Linked DNA regions of Ovis aries: region 2 is linked to region 1. A link is a contact called in public Hi-C data. All regions are on one chromosome and are shown on one strand. The core of a region is the stretch at or near the end of the contact, and the rest is flanking DNA. Distances in the headings are between cores, read along the strand shown. Region 1 overlaps ANKFY1 (ankyrin repeat and FYVE domain containing 1). Region 2 holds the start of SPNS3 (SPNS lysolipid transporter 3, sphingosine-1-phosphate (putative)).

Evidence for each region. Hi-C and Micro-C count contacts between places; a contact is called where the count stands out from the background.
Region 2: a contact with region 1 is called in a Hi-C map of mixed tissues, with 4 times the contacts expected there. The contact joins the promoter of SPNS3 here to the enhancer-like site in region 1. A contact is called at or near these places in 14 of 16 Hi-C or Micro-C datasets (blood, hypothalamus, liver and 7 more).

The regions. Positions count from the first base shown.
Region 1 is chr11:24,627,032-24,631,421 of ARS-UI_Ramb_v3.0, reverse strand. It overlaps ANKFY1 (ankyrin repeat and FYVE domain containing 1), which reads left to right. Exons shown (of 25, transcript XM_012185522.5): 7 at 5-170. Among named protein-coding and RNA genes, the nearest start is that of ANKFY1, 40 kb to the left of the region's middle. Within about 2 kb of position 2,356, at least 11 of the 54 cell types and tissues checked have an H3K27ac peak or open chromatin away from gene starts, as enhancers often do. A contact at or near this core is called in hypothalamus, where this site is marked.
Region 2 is chr11:24,787,460-24,791,849 of ARS-UI_Ramb_v3.0, reverse strand. It overlaps SPNS3 (SPNS lysolipid transporter 3, sphingosine-1-phosphate (putative)), which reads right to left and starts at 2,250. Exons shown (of 11, transcript XM_060395327.1): 1 at 2,012-2,250. The coding sequence starts at 2,042.

The sequences.
Region 1 (4,390 bases), core at 1,107-3,606:
GCAGCTCCCTGGGAAACTGAATGAGTTGGATCGTAACGGAGACCTTGCATTAGATCTAGCCCTTTCCCGACGTCTGGAGAGTATTGCCACCACGCTGGTTAATCACAAAGCTGACGTGGACATGGTGGACAAGAACGGCTGGAGCTTATTACATAAAGGAATCCAAAGAGGTAGGAAGAAATGTATTTTATATTTTTCTCTGTGGACAGTTTTACTTTTAGCCAAGTAACTTTCAAAGACTCTCTGATCCTGTTCCATAGACTCTCAAAGCCTTCTTGAGTCTGTACTGGGCAGGCAGTACAGAATTTGTGGTCAGTGGGTCAGAGGAGAGACAGAAGACGTGCTGCCTCATGCCTTGTTGGTTAGGCTCTTCAGAGTGCCATCAGGACCCCCAGAAGATTAGAGAGATGGCACTTAGAGAAAAAAGCACCATCTACTTGTAAGCAGTCAATGTGTTACTTGCTCATCCAATATACTACTTTTTTCAGAAATTGTGCAAGGAAGGCTTTACTGGTATCAGTTACTGCAAGAGAAGGAAAGTTCCAGGAACACAAATATTAAAACCTATTCTGGGATTCAGAATTTTCACTTTTACAAACTGGATTTCTCATCTAGCATGGCAAAGTGATAATATTTCATTTTGTTCTAGGAAAGTTATTTGAAATTATAGCTCTGTTTGAGTACTTTGTCATTAATAGTGGGAAGTTATGTAAGGGGCAGAATTACAATCAAAGCATTTTCATCTTACTGAATTAAAGGGGGAAAAGTCTAGTCTTTCCCATGGCCTTAATTCTTAAGTCCCAAATGGATCCTGCCTGACTCTACTTTGCAGTAGTCTTTTTTTTTTTGGCCCTGCTACACAGCATGTGGAATCTTAGTTCCCCAACCAGGGATCAAACTCACATCCCTTGAATTGGCAGTGTGGAGTCTTAACCACTGGACTGCCAGGGAAGCCCCTGCAGTAGTCATTTTTTTTGACAGAAAGTGAGAAGCCATATAGGGGTAGAGTTCCAATATGGCCTGAAAGCTTTCAGATGACTCAGAGCCTTCATTCTGTAGAGGGATGGATGACTTGATTGAGGTACTTGGCCATGGCCCCATTTTGTTTACACGTGGGCATCAAGAATAGGACACACTGGTTTCTCCACATCTTAATAATGTGTATTTAACCTTCCAGTTGTGCATTATTATTCTAGTATTATCTCTGCTGTGCTTTTGCTGCTCACAAGTTGCTCCTAGCTGGTGGGGTGTAGTTACTTCAAATACGGTCCTGTTGCAGCTGTGGCTTTGCCCTTTTTGGGCACGTTTTAATATAAATCTCCCTCTAAGTCATGTGTTAGAGTGTTACGCGTGCTGGCTGATGAAGAGGAAAATTTTGTTCATCCTTGAGAAGGAAATCCTTAGAGTATGTGAGTGTCAAGAGCAGATGCCTTTTTCCCAAGCATCCCTCTGCACTGCGCAAAGCCACTGGGTGCTTAGCACTGAGTGTGTGTGCAGTGGGAAAAGTTTCCACTGCATCGGGAACTATTCTTTCCCATACTGTTCAGTGTCTGAGATGTTTATTTTGGAAACAGATACACTTGTTACTAAAAAAACAATCTCAGAATCGTGTACCAGAATTTCCTCTTAGGGACTTAAATTCTTACGTGTGATGAAAAAACATCTTTGATGAGTTATTAAATATTTTGATGATTGCTTGGTTACAAGAATTGCCAAGAATTGGTGATGCATTTTTGATGCTTATTTTCAGATGATTCAGTCTTCCTCTCTGAATTTATGAGTTGCTTGCAAGCATGGGGGTTGCAGTGTGGGCATAATAAGCTTGATTGTTGCTCAGTTGGCAGAGTGTGGCATGGTGTGGAGGACAGAGCACTGGCGTTGGAGCTTGAGGGACCACAGTTTGAATCCTGGCTTGTCCACGTACTCTGTGCTCTTGGACAAATCACATAAGCATTCCTGAGTCTCCTTTTCCTCACCTGTAAAGTGAGAATTATCTCGCTTTACTGGTTGTTGGGAGCCTATGAGTCGGTAACACTCACCCAGTGGCTGCTGTGTGGCAGGCTTATCCCTTCCCTGTGTGAAATGCCATCACCAACTTCATTTTCTGCAGGGATCTTTTTTCACTTTTCCTTCTTCAGCTTGAGCTGTCAGTCTGTTGACCTGCCCACATGACTGAATTGAGTAATATTCTTAAAATGTGACTGTTAACCTTTCTTTAAGTTCATTATCATATAAGTGAAGCTCTTTAATACATGAGATTTTGGTCTGGTTGTGGGCACACATTAGAATCTCTCACGAGAACAGTCAGTGATCATCCTAATAACCAAGTGTACTGATCAGTTTATATCAAGAATGTGTCTATAAAAGAGGGAGATTGTTATAAAAAAGAAAAAAGAATGAGTCTGTGAGTCAGCCTACAGGGGATATTCATGTGACCAGAGAGACACTATCTCCTTTGATTAGCTGGATCTGGTTTTTGACAGCAGAAAAACTTTTAGATGGGGGGTGCCTATACCAGACTTTCAACCTATAAAACTGCAAGATAATAAATTTGTATTGCTTTAAGCCACTGGATTTATTTAATTTAATGAAATTTAATTACTTAATTTAATGAAAGTTACTGCCTGGTCCCTGAATGAAACTTCAGTTAGAGAGCTTCATTGAAAGAAAAATTGCGTGTGGATATTTTTTAAAACATTAACTGCATTGTTAGGAATATTTTTACATGGACAGGTCCTTATAGTAATGCCTCATTTCCTTGGCAGTGTTGAGGAGTGAAGTGATGAAGTAAGCAGAACTGTTAAGCACCAAGCAATTTTTTTCTTAACGATTTTCTGAAGGAAACTGTTCTAAAATGTATTAGAAGTTTTCTTACTGTCAAAACACTTTATAAATGGTGCTTTGGGCATTTTCTATTCCCTCCCTTCGTTCTGCTTGTTTGATGTCAGTTGTCTATTTCCTGTAGGTTTTATATCCATGGGCTGACTTTCTGTTCATGTAAAACAGTGTCAATTTTCAGTTTCCAATAACTCCTAAATAATTCTTTGTGTGGGGTGCATATATTGCATGTATGTATATATGTATAAGGGCTTCGCTGGTGGGTCAGAGGCTAGAGTGTCTGCCGGCAATGTGGGAGACCCAGGTTCGACCCCTGGGTCAGGAAGATCCCCTGGAGCAGGAAATGGCAACCCACTCCGGTACTCTTGCCTGGAAAATCCCATGAATGGAGAAGCCTGGTAGGCTATAGTGTATAGCAAAGAGCCAGACACGATTGAGTGACTTCATTTTCATATATGTATAAACTTTTTTAAAAACTTTGGCTCTTATTAATAGAGTAAAGCTAATCTAAAAACTATGATTCTTTTTAAAAGGGCTTAAGATATATAAAAAAATTTATTATGCCATCCACCTGAATCCGGCCATTGATGCTGTACCCTTGTTTCTGTACGCAGTCTTGCCCCAGTTTATCTTCTGTGTGTATAGTGTATTATAAGTGTTTCACTGACGCATCTTACTTTAGCTTTACTGTCTGTTAACTACTTAGTTTGGAATATATGCCAAGCTTACAGGTAATGAAACCATATTTCACCTCTCCTCCAGTACGTTATATATCAGGCTTGTCATTTTAAGGCTCTGTGTCCTCATAATTCTAAATTTTCTTTCCACTTCCAGAATGTAGGTGGCTTTCTCTAAGATAGTTTACTTTGTTGCTGATGTATAGTTTTTATATATTCTCTCCTAGACTGAATCTCTGTGGGATTTGTCCATATTACAGATGAGAACCCCAAAATGTCTATGTGCATATGGACAGCAAAGAGTGACCAGCCTAGTCCCCAGATATACATGTTACCTGTTGCTTTCAGAGCTCTACCGACATCTTTTTGTAAAGAAATCTAAGCTTTGGTCCTTTGCACACAATTCTGGTAAAGATTGTATTTTCCCCTGCCCTCCCCAAGAAAAGAATCAGGGACAAGTGAAAATATTTCAGAACGGGCTGGTTAGAGAGCTCTTCAGTTACCCAAGATCATAACTGATTGGAATTGGGGCCATTCAGTTAAAGTGGAACCTTATAGCCTCAACCTGTTAATCCATTTTCCTCCCAAACATTTCCCTGATGTCTGTTACATATAAGACAGTGGATGGATAAAAAAATAAATCAGGGTTTCCCTGGTGGCTTCGTGGTAAAGAATCCACCTGCCAGTGTAGGAGACACAGGTTTGATCCCTCATCCGGAAAGATCCTGTGTGCTGCAGAGCGGCTAAACCCACACATTGCAACTACTGAGCCTGAACTCTAGAGCCTGGGAGCCGCAGCTGCTCAGCCCATGCGCTGCAACTGCTGAAGCCTGCATGCCCGAGAGCCCATGCTTTACAACAAGAGAAGCCACTGC
Region 2 (4,390 bases), core at 1,001-3,500, 160 kb before region 1:
ACTGGGGCCTGCCTGGGCCTGAGGATGACCTCACACTGCCTGGATCCCTTGGTCATTAGCATTCCTGGAAAAAATACTTGAGTAGATGTTATTGAGATGAAGCCCTTCTCTGGAAGTTAGATCTATGCACATAACTATCTTCCATCTGAGAAACAGGCTAAGGTCACTTACCCAGACTTAAAGTCAGCTTGCGATGATGATTCTCTACAGTTTTTGTCATACTGGATGTTTTACCCAGAGGGAATCTTTTCACTGAATTTTTTTTCAAAGTATCTCCCTTTGCAGCAGATTTGAAATAAATTTTTAACTTGGGAGTGAAGTGATTGAGTGTTCAGTCACTTCAGTTGTGTCCAACTCTTGGCGATCCCATGGACGGTAGCCCATCAGGCTCCTCTGCCCCAGGATTCTCCAGGCAAGAACACTGGAGTGGGTTGCCATGCCCTTCTCCAGGGGATCTTCCCTACCCGGGGGATCAAACTCACGTCTCCTGTGTCTCTTGCATTACAGGCGGATTCTTTACCCACTGAGCCACCTGGGAAGTTCCTTTTAACTTGGGGCGGGGGCGTCGAATCAGCGTACCTTCTCCTACCCTCTCAACAGCTTAACATGACTACACTTTGAACACAGCTGCTTAGAGGAGAAAATTAGGAATCAAAACAGAAATTGAGGGGAAGATTGTCTATATCCACAATCACCTGTCTTCCTTCCTTCCATCCTTCCTTCTCTCTGTCTCTTTTCTTCTCCTTTCTCTGTTTCTTTTCTTTCTCCCTCTGTAAGCAGATAGCTTAGAGGGTCCCTGGAGAAAGAGAACCAGGAATGACTTTCCTGACGCTGTTGCTATTTAGTTGCTAAGACGTGTCCAACTCTTTGTGATGCCGAAGACTGTAACCCGCCAGCCTCCAGTGTCCATGGAATTCTCCAGGCAAGAATACTGGAGTGGGTAGCCATTCTTTCTCCAGAGGATCTTCCCAACCCAGGGACTGAACCTGGGTCTCCTGCATTGCGGGTGGATTCTTTACCATCTGAGCCACCAGGGAAGCCAGAAACAAGGCAGGCTGCACTTGTTTATGCCCCATAATACATCCTTGGGGCAGGGTCCTGGTTCCTCAGGGGATATACATAATAATATATTTTTGAGTTCTGCAGGAACCAAGGCCCCCATCCATTTGGAAGATAGAACGATGACATTGACCCTTCTGAATTCAATCACTTTCAGCGTGGACTCTGTCACCCTTGGCCCCAATTCTAGGCTGAATGCTCCTCTGCTCAAGCCCCCTCATGAATATGCGGTACCTTTAGGTTAAGGGCATCACCAACAGGAGTTTGAGTAAGCTCTGGAAGTTGATGATGGACAGGGAAGCCTGAAGTCCATGGGGTTGCAAAGAGTCAGACACGACTGAGCAACTGAACTGACCTTAGGTTAAAATGTCCCCAGTTTTGCTGTTGGGGAGACACTGCCTTGGAGGAGATGCCCCCTGTTTTCCTTGCTTGCTGCATGTAATAAATCCTTCCTTCTGATCCTTCTGCTTGGTTGAGACACCCATCAAGGGATGAACTCAGTTTTCAGGGAACACCTTCCCCTTCCGTTCCCTTCCCTTTCCTCCCCTTCCTTTCCTCCTTTCTAGCTTTTGGGAAAGCGTCATGAAGGTTTCTGGCGTTCCTTAAGCCCCTAGGGAGCCTAAAGCTCACCCCTCACTTCTAACCCCACCCCAACCCAAGCCCTTCCCCCACCAGCAGCACAGGGCTCATTAAAAAAAAAAAAAAAAAAAAAACTATTCAAAACTCAAGTATCTAGCAGCCTCTCTGGTAACTGCCAAGTAAGAACTTGAGTAAGATCCGTAAAGATCCTGAGTCAAGGGGAAAATAAGGTCTAATTTACAGAAGTCTCGTTTTTACCAGATTTTCCCCAACCTCTGTCCACCCACCTAACCCCCCACCCACCCCCACCCACCCCGCGCGGGGTTTCCAACCCTCCCAGCAAGGCTTTCCTGACCCACCGTCCGTGACCCACCTTTCAGGCCAGGCTCCCAGTCCCCTCCCATGGAAATATGACCTGTCACCTCAGCCGCTGGCTCCGACCACAGACCGGGACACAGCCCAGCAGGAAAAGTCCAGAAGTGATCATCCCCACAGGTTCACGCCCCCTAGAGCATCGCCCGACTCTGAGTACCGCCCAGATCCGCATCCAGAGCCTGGGCGAGGGGGCGAGGGGTCCAGGTGTCTAACCCCCCGGGTTCCAGGAAGTCTGCCGAGATGCCCCCTCCTCCCACTTCCCGTCCTCCCCCCTCTCCCCGCCTTTCCCTCCGCCCCACTCCCGGCTTGAATTCCGGAAGAGTCCCCGAGCCCGCCGTGGGGTCCTGCAGGCGGTCCCTCTCCCATCATCTGCTTTCTCTATTATTCTGATCGACTCTCGGGGACACCCTTTGTCAACTGCCGAGAGCTATGCATGTGACCGGGGTTGGTATTCTTATTACTAAGAGGCGCTCGGTTTCGAAATCGCTTTGAATTTTCTTGCACCAAATCTTGGCGGTTCCCGTGCCTGGAAGCCTCGGCCGCGTGGGTGTTTTTTCGTCCCTGTGACTTGCGCAGTGGAAACCCGCTCTTGCTTTCCTGCTCGGGGAGACAGTGGTTTGAGACGGGTGAGCAGAGAACTTGAACTTGGAGATACCCGGTGGGGGCTGGGACTCTTCCTCTGCGCCTGCCTTTCCCGCTGACCTTAGACAAGTCACTTCACGTCTCCGAGCTTCAGTTTTCTTACCCAGGGTGGACTGAACCCCCTCCTCAGAGTGTTGTCGTGTGACCATGTGCCAAGGGAATGAAAGTAAAGCCCCTGGTGCCTGCACGCTAAAGGCCCTGGGTCAGTGACAGGTCAGGCATGCTGGCTGTCTCCACCCGCTGGGAGAGGGCTGGCAGGGTGGCCTGAGTTAGCATATTTTAAAAATAGGATGCCCAGTTAAAGTAGAATTTCAAATAAGAGACTTTTGTTTTTAAGTATATAAATATGTCCTGTACAATATTGGGGATATACTTAGACTAAAAAAAAAGGTATTCCTTATCTGAAACCCAAATTTATCTGCAAACCCTAAAAGAGAGACTAAGGTACTGATAATAGATTGATTCTCTTGCTGCTACCGGAGAGTTTTTGTCTGAGACAGAACTCCGGAGAAGATGGGGTGAGAGCCTTTGAAAGAAATATGGGCTGAAGTAGAAAGATCTAGAACACAGTCCTAAAAAGAGTAGTAGTGGCCTCCAGGCCTGGTTCACCTTCTGCTCTCAGACCAGCAGCAAACACACCAGCAGCCTGGATGGGGGCTGGGCTTGGTGGACCCCCGTGTCTCTCCTCTTCTCCCCCGTTTCCAGTTTACCTGCTCCTCCTCTAGCTCTGGCTGGGGGCTGGCCACCAGGACAACAACCCACTTCCCAACCCTGCATTCCCTACACCAGAGGGACGGCAGAGATATCACAGAAGCAGCTAGACTGAGGTGGTAAATCAGGAGTAAAGCTTGCTCAGTGTTAATTATCTTCCAGGAAACCAGGACTGTGTCGCTGCAGAAAGCTGGGAGCAAGACATGCCCCAGAGCTGGTTTAACCTGCTGTGACCAGACTGGCTGAATTAACCAACCCTCAACTGGACACATGACCACTCCATTCCTATGGAGGACTTTTATCTGACAAACATTTTCTCCTCTCCTTTGTCCATCCCACTGGGAAGCATCAACTGGCTACTCCTCCTCCATCCTGACTCCACCCCCATCACCTGTCTGCCTCTCCCTCCTCCACCTCACCTAGTCAGTCCCTTGGATCCTCCCCAAGCCCCACTGCTTAGCTCAGGCTCATCGGAGCTCACCTGAACTGCGGCAGCCTCCTCCCCATCTACCCATCTACCCCAGCTCCATTCCCCATAAAAACAGGTCTCAGCTTGCCGATTCTCTGCTGCTAATCCTGTTTTGCATCAGAGGCCAAGGCCCAACCCTCAGGGACCAAGAGCAGGACAAACCAGGGTGCCTGAATAAAACATGCCTCTTCCAGTCAGTCACCCAGGAGAAACTTACTCATCCCAGGAGGGGAGGCGGGGAAGAAGCTCTAGGGAGGATTCTGGCCCAGCCAGTTCTCATCAACCGAGGTGAGGAAGGGGGACACACGGTGGTGGCTCAGCCTGGGGTAAGGACTAGACCCCACTCCACTTACAAACTGCCCTCTGCATTTCTTAGATGCTTAACCTCATTCTTAAAATATGCTCAGTTGCTCTGTCGTGTCCGACTCTTTGTGACCCCACAGACTGCTATAGCCTGTCAGGCTCCTCTGTCCGTGGGATTCTCTAGGCAGGAATACTGGAGTGGGTTGCCATTTCCTTCTCCAGGGGATCTTCCAACCCAGAGACTGAACCCTG